Linked DNA regions of Zea mays: all the other regions are linked to region 1. Evidence: chromatin contacts called from public Hi-C data. All regions are on one chromosome and are shown on one strand. The core of a region is the stretch at or near the end of the contact, and the rest is flanking DNA. Distances in the headings are between cores, read along the strand shown. Region 1 has its middle 110 kb from the start of LOC100282506. Region 2 has its middle 110 kb from the start of LOC100284396. Region 3 has its middle 39 kb from the start of LOC100282506.

The links. A called contact is a pair of places that touch in the nucleus more often than the background predicts.
Region 2: a contact with region 1 is called in a Hi-C map of tassel, with 2.2 times the contacts expected there. The contact joins two enhancer-like sites. A contact is called at or near these places in 2 of 25 Hi-C or Micro-C datasets (endosperm and tassel).
Region 3: a Hi-C map of leaf shows a contact between it and region 1, with 2.8 times the contacts expected there. The contact joins two enhancer-like sites. A contact is called at or near these places in 2 of 25 Hi-C or Micro-C datasets (endosperm and leaf).

What each region holds. Positions count from the first base shown.
Region 1 is chr2:69,700,123-69,703,538 of Zm-B73-REFERENCE-NAM-5.0, reverse strand. No RefSeq gene overlaps it. Among protein-coding and RNA genes, the nearest start is that of LOC100282506, 110 kb to the left of the region's middle. Within about 2 kb of position 1,813, at least 18 of the 20 cell types and tissues checked have an H3K27ac peak or open chromatin away from gene starts, as enhancers often do. A contact at or near this core is called in leaf and tassel, where this site is marked.
Region 2 is chr2:69,547,560-69,550,975 of Zm-B73-REFERENCE-NAM-5.0, reverse strand. No RefSeq gene overlaps it. Among protein-coding and RNA genes, the nearest start is that of LOC100284396, 110 kb to the right of the region's middle. Within about 2 kb of position 1,680, at least 7 of the 20 cell types and tissues checked have an H3K27ac peak or open chromatin away from gene starts, as enhancers often do. A contact at or near this core is called in tassel, where this site is marked.
Region 3 is chr2:69,844,462-69,847,877 of Zm-B73-REFERENCE-NAM-5.0, reverse strand. No RefSeq gene overlaps it. Among protein-coding and RNA genes, the nearest start is that of LOC100282506, 39 kb to the right of the region's middle. Within about 2 kb of position 1,722, at least 16 of the 20 cell types and tissues checked have an H3K27ac peak or open chromatin away from gene starts, as enhancers often do. A contact at or near this core is called in leaf, where this site is marked.

The sequences.
Region 1 (3,416 bases), core at 564-3,063:
TAAACTACTAATCCGGCTGCATCAAAGTTGTTTTACTATACACCAACTTCAACTTTGTTATAAAGTTCTTGATCATACATTCACTCGATCGAACACAATTTGGCTCTAAATTCGATCCGATGGAACTGTCAGTCAGATTTTTCAGACCAGCACTCGACTGACAGCCCAACATCTAGGCCGTTTTGCTCCAATTTCTGCACAGCTCTAGGGCTCAATCACTTGATCAAACTTGGACTACTATAGTAACTCTACAATTTTGTTGTAGTAACCCATGATCAATTCCTCCTAGATCAAGATATACAGGGGCTTGAAGTCGGCCAGTTAACATTGTATTTTCAGGGTTAAGTATAGAGGTACCCTTGGCTCTTTTTGCATTTTACCCCAAATTGCTCCACAAAACATGGAAATCTCCAAATATAAAAGTTGCTTAGTTTTTGTGTACAGCCCAAAATTGGTCAAAGAAAAAAAATGATAAAATATATTTGAGGATTTTTGAAACTTTGGGAAATTTATTTGGACCCTTCTATCTTCATAGCCAATTAATGGAGTATTATTAGTCGATTAATCCATAAACAAATAGGAATGTGCATCCCATGCTTAAGATTATGTTAGGATACATTTTATTCAACCTCAAATTATAAATGAAAATAGAAAACAGAAACTGAGTAAAAAGAAAGAAAATGATTTCTTCCATAATTGAATAATAGGAAGGAAAAAATAAAATAAAAATATTACAAATAGTAGTATTGATGATCACTTTAAGACATATGTTAGGGCATTTTCTTTATGGAGATCATAAAATATAAAACTATTGTTCTTGAGATAAATATGTGGGAATTACACATTTAAAAGGCAATGATAAATAGAATAATAAATAAAATAATATCAACATTGCATATCATATAGAGTTGATTGCACCAGGAACTTTTGGGCATGAAACCCCAAGCTAGAATCTAAATCCAAATTAGAAAAATCTGAATTTGAATTTAAATAGAAAAGAAAAAGGAGAAGGTGTGGTTTTCATAACTGAAAACATTTTAGCATAAATAAATAAACTAAACAATTATGTTTTACTGGAAGTTTCTGAAATGTGCATTTGAATTTATAATAGAAATTCGAATTTTTTAGATTTAAATTAGAAAACAACGAAGAAAATAGAAATAAAGAAAAAGAAAAGATAACCCAATGGGGCATGCCAGCGCGTGGGCCGAATTCGGATCCTTGGCTCGGCCTAGTGTCTGCCACCCACTGCGCGCTTCCCCTCCATGTGCCGCTGCATTGTGGGTCCCTCTGCCCAGATCCACTCACCTGTGCGCCTCGCTTACGTGTTGGGCCCCTCGGCCGGCCACCATCTGCACTTGGGTTGGCTCCTCTCGGAGGCACTGCCAGGTGGGACCACTTCGTTAGTCAAACACCCAAACTCTGTAGATCTTCTTTCCCCACTCTCCAACTCGCCCTTGCGCGCTTGCCTTAGGGCATGTACAGTGGAGAGACACCAAAACGGTTCTCAAGCACAGGAGACAACTAAGAGACTCTATTGTACAATGGAGTGTCTCTAAATATAGTCTGTTAATAAATACAGAATTAAATGTATTTGTATAGCATCAGATCGATAGAACAGACGACAAATTCGTACAGTGGGAAGTGAGGTGTCTGTTGTTACTTGGTTTACGAGCCAGAGGCGTCTCTTCACGGAGAGACGGCTATAAGATTTTTTTGCAAATAACCCCCTAAAACACCTTAAGAGCCACCACATTAAACACCACTGTACATGCCCTTAGACCCATTGAACCGCTAACTGGTGGGGCCGGGTCATCAGGGTCGTCTTCCGGTCGCTATGCGGTGGGGCCGAGTCATGAGGAGCGTCTTCCCAACAGACTTCGCCGATCTCCCGCCTGTGAATTCCGCATCTCCCTCAACCCTCTTCCCCTTTTTCCCGAGCCACTACATGATCCTCCCGGGTACTTAAGTCAGCTCCCCATACTCCTCTGCATCTCGTCCCGCTAACGTCGCGCGATCGTGAGAGCTGAGAGCCTCCATGGGGGAGAGCACAGAGGAAGTCGCTCCGTGCCGCCATCGATTGTGAGTTGCTGGTTGGCTGGGAGATAAGGTTAATCACTGGCCCGTTTGGATGCTTGGCATTGCGTCGTGGGATTGGAACGACCTCTGGCGCTGTCGCAATTCCTCATCAGAAGTTGGGATCCACCATGGATCGCATGTCCCTGTGGGAAAGGAATGTTGCAGCCTAACCATCGGTAAGTAGTCCTCATCTGAGTCTGCCTTGTCCTCCTCGTCGCGTGGCACCGGTAGAATTAGAGCTTAGGGCATCGGTTCATGGGTGGCTTGTCGCCGGTGCGCCCTTCGGGCGGCGCCGCTGTGTTTGGTCTGCGGTAAGGAGAGATGGGTAGGGGATCGCGTCGTAGCCGTTGGATCAGGTATCAACCATGGCGATTAGATCGATCTCTTACCGGTTCGTGGTGTTGTGTGAGCCGTTGATTTTGGATCGATCGGGCGACTGGCGATTTCTGTTATTTAGGATCTCAGCCGTTGCTCTCAGATATTACGGCCACCGGGGTCTACCAGTTCTGATTAGATCTTTGGCTGTCCGAATCTAATCCAACGACCGAGCTCACTTCATACCCCTTCACGCGGCAAATTTTATGAAGAGCCCCTCTGTTTGGTTATAATAAACCCGCCATCCTTATTATAATTAAAATAAATAGGGTTTAATTGGATATTTGCAGATTCACCCCTGGACTAATTTTAGGGTATAAAAATTTGGTCCATTCAAGTCGCGCTAGCTTCATGTGAATATTTATTATGCAGTAAAAATATTAATTATACCATATTGCATATTTTATAGTTAGATATTTATTTATCCTATGTCTACTAGATTAACTTTTCTAAACCAAAGCTAACCTATCCATAATTATAATTTGATTAACATAAGATCTTTAGTCAAGTTATAATTAAGATTAAGGTTGAGTTAATTATTCATAGAATATTCTCTCATATGGTGTATACTAATCAATTTATAATATAGTTTAATATTTGGACCACATAGATCTCCCATAAATCATAACTCTGTAACCATAACTCCGATCTTTGCGGTTCTCGATCCCACGACCTCGTAGCAACGCATAGAGTATTATTATGCGGTTTCTTCTTGTGTTTGGTGTGATGTTAATTTTACCTATACCCTGTTTGTTTGTATTGCTATGACTAGCGCGAGGTTACGTGTCACCTGAAGATCAAGTTGGTATCTCAACTCCCAGGCAAGTTGTGCCCTTGACCACTTTTATTACCCAATAATATTCTTTATTATCACTTATTCATGCATAGGCTTAATTTTGCTGGGACCCAATAGATCACCCTAGTTTGGTTATCTTGTTACCTTGTTTACCTCTGAACTATTT
Region 2 (3,416 bases), core at 431-2,930, 150 kb after region 1:
AACTCCACTCCGCCCGACCCAGGGCTCGGACTCGGGCTAAGCCCCAGAAGACGACGAACTCCGCTCCGCCCGACCCAGGGCTCGGACTCGGGCTAAGCCCCGGAAGACGACGAACTCCGCTCCGCCCGACCCAGGGCTCGGACTTGGGCTAAGCCCCGGAAGACGGCGAACTCCGCTCCCCCCGACCCAGGGCTCGGACTTAGGCTCAGCCCCAGAAGACGACGAACTCCGCTTCGCCCGACCCCAGGGCTCGGACTCAGCCCTGGCTTCAGCCGACGGTCTCCACCTCGCCCGACCCAGGGGCTCGGACTCGACCACGACCATGGAAGACAGACTCGACCTCGACCTCGGAGGAGCCCCCACATCACCCAACCTAGGGCGCGGGCCAGCCACGTCAACAGGAGGCGCCATCATTACCCTACCCCGAGCTGACTCAGGCTACGGGGAACAAGACCGGCGTCCCATCTGGCTCGCTCCGCCAGATAGGCAATGATGGCGCCCCGCACGCTCCCTGACGACGGCGGCTCTCGGCCCCCTTACGGAAGCAAGAGGACGTCAGCAAGGACTCAACCGCCCCGATAGTTGTCCTTCTGCCAGGCTCCAGCGCTCCTCCGACGGCCACGACATCACACCAACTGGGTGCCAAAACCTCTCCAGCTGCCACGACGGCGTGTACTTAGGGCACTAGCTCTCCTCCGCTAGACACGTAGCACTCTGCTACACCTCCCATTGTACACCTGGATCCTCTCCTTACGTCTATAAAAGGAAGGACCAGGGCCCTCTTACGGGGGGTTGGCCGCGCGGGGACGAGGACGAGACAGGCGCTCGCGTGAGGCCGCTCGCTCCCTCTCCCGCGTGGACGCTTGTAATCCCCTACTGCAAGCGCATCCGACCTAGGCGCGGGACGAACACGAAGGCCGCGGGATTTCCACCTCTCTCACGCCCGTCTTCGGCCACCTTTCTCCCCCCTTCGCGCTCGGCCTCACGCCGACCCATCTGGGCTGGGGCACGCAGCGACATTTCACTCGTCGGCCCAGGGACCCCCCGGTCTCGAAACGCCGACAATGATCGGCCTTGACTTCTTTTAACTATTGGAAGCATAGTGCTCCGGTTATACCTGCTATATATATATATATATATATATATATATATATATATATATATATATATATATATATATATATATATATATATATATATATATATATATATATATATATATATATATATATATATATATATATATATATATATATATATATATATATATATATATATATATATATATATATATATAACAAATGTGAGATAAGTCCACCTTAAATTCTTGGGTCACCTGATAGATCCTCCATTACTAGTAGCAATTGGCCAATTCCGATTCATAGATGTAGTTTAAACAAGAATGAAAAATGACTCTGGTTTAACTATCAGTTTAAACTTAAATCCCAATGTAACGAACGCATCCTCAATTTATTATAGTATACTCCCCTGTTCCCAACAACGCAAGTACCTTGACTATGTAGCCATGCTTGATCATATCTTCCGGCATGGAGTAGCTCCAAAAGGAGCGAGGAGAGGAACGCGCGTGGACCAAAGGTGGTCGTAGTAGTGGCAGTGCAACTGTGCGAACTGCGGTGTGAGAGCACGGGACAAAAGATCGGCCGCTGCCTGCCTGGACCACTAACCGAAATAGGTCAGCAGTCAAGGAGCATGGCGTCAGCCTCGGGACGCAGCGTACTTACGCGCCCACTAGCCTTGTTGCCGCCGCGCCATGGACGGACCTCTCGCTGTTGTCTGCTGCAACGGCCGGCCGGCAGCGGCGAGCATGCCTCGGCCAGCTTTTTCCCGGCCACCTCTAGCTTTTCTCCCTCTCGACGTACGTCCGCCCTCTGCCTTTTTTTTCTTGGGCGACGTCGCGCCTCCGCGGGTCCCCCCGGCACGGCCATCGTATGCATGCAGGCGATCGCGTACGAACGTACTGGCCGCCGGATGTCTTTTCGTTGCCTCGCGCGGTCGGGCGGCCGGCTTTCCTCGATCATCTCACGTACGATCGCGCGCGCGCGGCCGAGCTTTGTTTGCATGCAGCAGAGCAGCAGGAGACCAGCAGACAAGCGCACCCTGCTGACAACCCTCGTGCTTCCTACCACTACGGCCACCGCTACATTCCTCCATGATGAGAGCAACCTGCACTGCAGCTACCTCCATTCTTGTTTCTACGTCTACTATGTGTTTACCTAAGCGTACTGAATCTCGGGGCTGTAGTTGGTCGAGATCGATATCACTTTGTTTAATCAATTTAGTTTTTTGGTCGCAGGCCAGCTCAAATCATGCAGCCATATGAGCTCTTTGAAAGGTACCATGCAATGCTCTACGTGCTTTAGGCCTCGTTCGGTTTGGTCGGTTTGGCCCATTCCTGCCCTTATTCCGGACAGAATAAAATGACCTGGTTAGGAATTGATTTATTTGTCTAAAAGCTGTTCGTTTCGACTTGAATCAAAGCCAAGAGTGATCCGGTTTGGAGATTTTTCTTCTACCACGGTTCGGTACAAAGCCAGGTCTTCTGACCTCCGGATCCAATCTTAGCGAGTGCTAGTGGAGGACGAAATTGGGCAGCAGCAATCCTGGCCGAAACTGGGTAGCAGCAATCCTGGCCAAAGCGAACAACGTTCAGTGGACCATCAGTTTTTATTCCTGAGCTAGATCTATCCTTGACCAATTTTGAGCAAACCAGCCGGATCCACCCTATTTGGCCCAGGAACAAAAACGTGTATGTCTTTAATACCGAACAAACGAACGGGGCCTTACGCCTATTGTTAAATGTTAATAAGTTCCCTCAAATAAAGCTCGTCGTGAGCTTCAACTATATCCGGAAGCATGCATCACTGCAGACTTAGACCGTGTTTATTTGTTTAACCTCTAGATTATATAATTTAATGTAAATAAATTAAGAGAAAAACAAGCAACACAGATTATTAGGTTGATTATATAATTTAGATATCTAGATTATGATAATCTATAAACAAGTCATTAGATACTTATATAATACATAACCTAGATTATATAATCATGAAAGGAAACAAACAAAGCCTTACATCATATGTTGGTGGTGCACCACTGCATCCTGCCGGGCTTTGAACCTGTGCGAAACATTATCACCCCGCCTCAGTGTACAAAACTGGATTTTGCTGATGCTTGCGTTTTTTACTGACAGTTTACAATGTATATGTGTACGTAGAAATAAAATTATAGAATCATAACTATATATGAAAGTCAATTTATTTTTGCTAGCTGTACGTTTTCTAAGTCTACCAAAACTTTTATATTTACACCGGCGGCTCTTTTAACCTACCTCTCCAGTGTAGATTTGAATTGTACTGTGGCGCCACTCTTAAGAGAACATTTCCACATGGGTGCCT
Region 3 (3,416 bases), core at 473-2,972, 140 kb before region 1:
TCAGAGTACTTATTACATAGTGGAAGTCTTACAAAATAAATGATAAAATAAAACGAACTAAATATTATTCCCTGGCGCCACAAAGCTGACTGGGAGACGCCACCTAGATCAAGTAGAAAGCCTCAGTGTTAGGCGGCTCCTCCTCGACCACCTGTTCTTCTCCTGTGGGGGGTGTGAGACAGCAAGGGTGATCTAACACATGTTCATCGTTCAACAAGTTGTGGGGAATAATTTGCATGAACAAACCAAATGTGGGAGTTCATGTGAAGTGTAAGGGTGATAAAAAATAAAGGTTGAAGCTGAGCATTGCTTTTATAAGTTGGTCAAAATTTTATTAACAGTTACTAAGTGTAAGTAAATACCAAACCATAGTAATAATAAGTAAAAGTAATAATAAAATAATCCCAATGCGATTGAAATGACAAATTGAATTTAATTCCATAAATTAACCATGTGAGTGTTCGAGCTGCTCATGACCGTGAGCTCGACTAGTATACCAGTTTTACACTCTGCAGAGGTTGTACCCTGTACCCACAAGTCATGTTACCCATCTGCCAAGGGATCACAACTCTCATACACCTCTACCAAGGAAGTGAGGCAGGGCAACACTACGAGGCCTTTACAAAGTTCTACTTGCAAGAATCCCTCGTCTGACCACCATCGCAGCAAAATCAACCCGAGAACCTCCCTGCATGCAACTCCCCTACTGCCCTTGCCCCTTTCGGGTAAGGTAGTCTTCCACTAGTTTTCCTAATTAGTTAGTCAAGGGTGTCCCATTCCACCATTGTGGTGGCACGTGTTTCCCAAATTTAGCTACATGTTCCAATTAAAGATAATGATCTTGACATGAACATAAATAAAATAACAGAATAATTGGAACATAAATATAATGAAATATTAACCCAAAACCATGTAAAGCAATAACATAACTACTCAAATGATTCAGGGGTAAACAAGGTAAATGGATAAACAGACTAGGATGACCTATTGGGTCCCATCAAAATTAAACCTATGCATGAATAAGTGATATTAAAGAACATTATTGGGTAAAAAGTGGTCAATGGCACAACTTGCCTTCAATGAGCTCCTGCTCAGCAACTTCTATCTGCTGGGCACCCGGATCCTCAGCCACTGTCTCTTCTATTCGCCACAATACAAACAAGCACAGTATATAGAGAAAATTAACATCACACCAAACATGTAAAAAAATGTATAATAATAATCTACACATTAAAATAAGATCCTAGGAACAGGAATCATAAATTTTGGAGTTATGGATTTTAAGTTATGAATTTCCAAAGGTTTTATGTGCTTGATATATGATTAATTGAGAAATTAATTTTATTACTGTTTTCATGTCAAAACAGAGACTCTAGGTGATAAACAATAATATTACAAAATTTTAGAAACTGGAATGGATCAATTTGGAGTTAGTATGAATTTTCTATGATTTACACAAGTTCTAGCAATTATTTATGCACTAAAAATCTTTGTCTAATTTATTTTCTCTGGTTTTCTGTTCTGTGGACTGGGCCCCAAATACTGTGAAGCGCAGGGGTCTCGTGGTACAAATTCTTAAGACACAGAGAATAGACCAGTGGACCGTGGGTTGATTCCTATCTTTCGCGGGGTTTCTTTAGAAAAAGTGCACGGCCAAAGGGTATCGTGCGCTCCGGATCGCCCGATCGCTAATCGACCGCCAGGATTAGACGCATCCTCGGCCGAATCGATATGTAACGCTGATCATTGGATCTGAGATCGATGGCTCTGCAACTTCCTTACCCGACTGCGTCCGATTAGATCGGACGGTCCAAATCTAACCCTCGTAATAACTCAATCTGTACGATCACAGCCGTTTAGACTTCATCCAACGGCTGAGATGTTTATTTCTACCTTCTAATCACGGACGTTGGTTATCCTATCAACGGCGCAGAAGCCATCCGCAACCTCAGCGAACAAACACGACGGCGTGCACTGGTTCCGCGGCGACCCCATGGCCGGGTATTGCCAATCGGCGCCTGCATGCTCTATTCTTCGATCTAAGCCCCGCTACGCAACGAAGAGAACAATCGGGACAAACTAATTAGGTACTCACCGACGGTAGTGGCGGCGGTGAAGTCGCCCACGGAGTCGTGCGTCCCCCGCGGTGGTCCTCCACCTCCGACGAGAAATTCCCGCACCTCGGAACGCTCCGGCTTCACCCCGAGGGCACGGACAACTTCCACGCGTCCAGGTGATTCTTCCTAGCGGTGCGCCGAAGACAGGGCGTCGACACAGATGGAATTTCTCCGGTGGCGGCCCCCTTCTTTGCAATGGCGCACGGTGGCAAGTTCTAATGGGCTCTAGGCGTGGTGAATGCGGGTCAACAGCAGGCGCGGTAGGGACGTCCGCACATATAGCCGAGGTGGGGCGATTGGCTTCGTAGTCAGCTGGCTCCGATGGAGATCACGGGTGGTCGTCGAGGTGGCCGCGGCATGCCCGCGCATCCGTTACGGCGAGAGAGGGAGCCGGGCTGACAAGCTGGCCCCGCACGTCAGCGACCGGTTCAACCACACACGCGTGGGTGAATTTACGACGGCGGTCCCACCAGTCAGCTGCGGAACGACGCCGCACGAGCGCAGAGACTGACGACCGGGTCCCACCCGTCAGCACCTGGAATCCGACTAGGCCGCGCGGTGGAGAAGAAGAATGGGCCGGATCAGGGAGATTAGGCCCAGGCGTAGTTTTCTAATTTCTCTTTTTCTTTTCTTTATTCTTTTCTCTTTTCTTTCTACATTTTCAAATTCAAATTTGAGTTCAATTGTAACTGTGAACTTATGCTCATTTTAAATGTACAAATTGAACATACTAATATGAAAATGAATTCATGTGTTCATAAATTTATTTCTCTATTCTGTGTAGTATTTCTCCTCTTTTCTCTAAATCCTTGAAATCCTTGTAGATCTTAAATTCCTCTTTGGAAACATCTCGCAGAATTACACGAAGCAAAGTTATTAACATGTGCAAGGTTCAGTGGAGTCATCATTCGGAAGATGAGGCCACTTGGGAAAGAGAAGATGAACTTAGAGCAGAATTCCCTCAGTTATTCTCGGAAGTTTCTTAATCTCGAGGACGAGATTCTTTTAAGAGGGGTAGGTTTTGTAACATCTCAAATTCATCAATTAAAATAATACATTAGTAGTCGCTAAACTTACTAGAGAGTAAATTAAAATTTTGGAATCAAGTGGTTGATGTTATTTACTGTTGGAGACTGATATTTGTTTGCTAAAGATTGTTGAGAAATTGGTGTTTGTAGTATTCTTTTATTTCGAAGCGTAATGAATTTATATAATTGACTCTGTCACAAACAAAGATTTAAATTTTAATTGTAAATTTATTATAATTTTTAAATATTTAAATATAATTATTTATTTTTT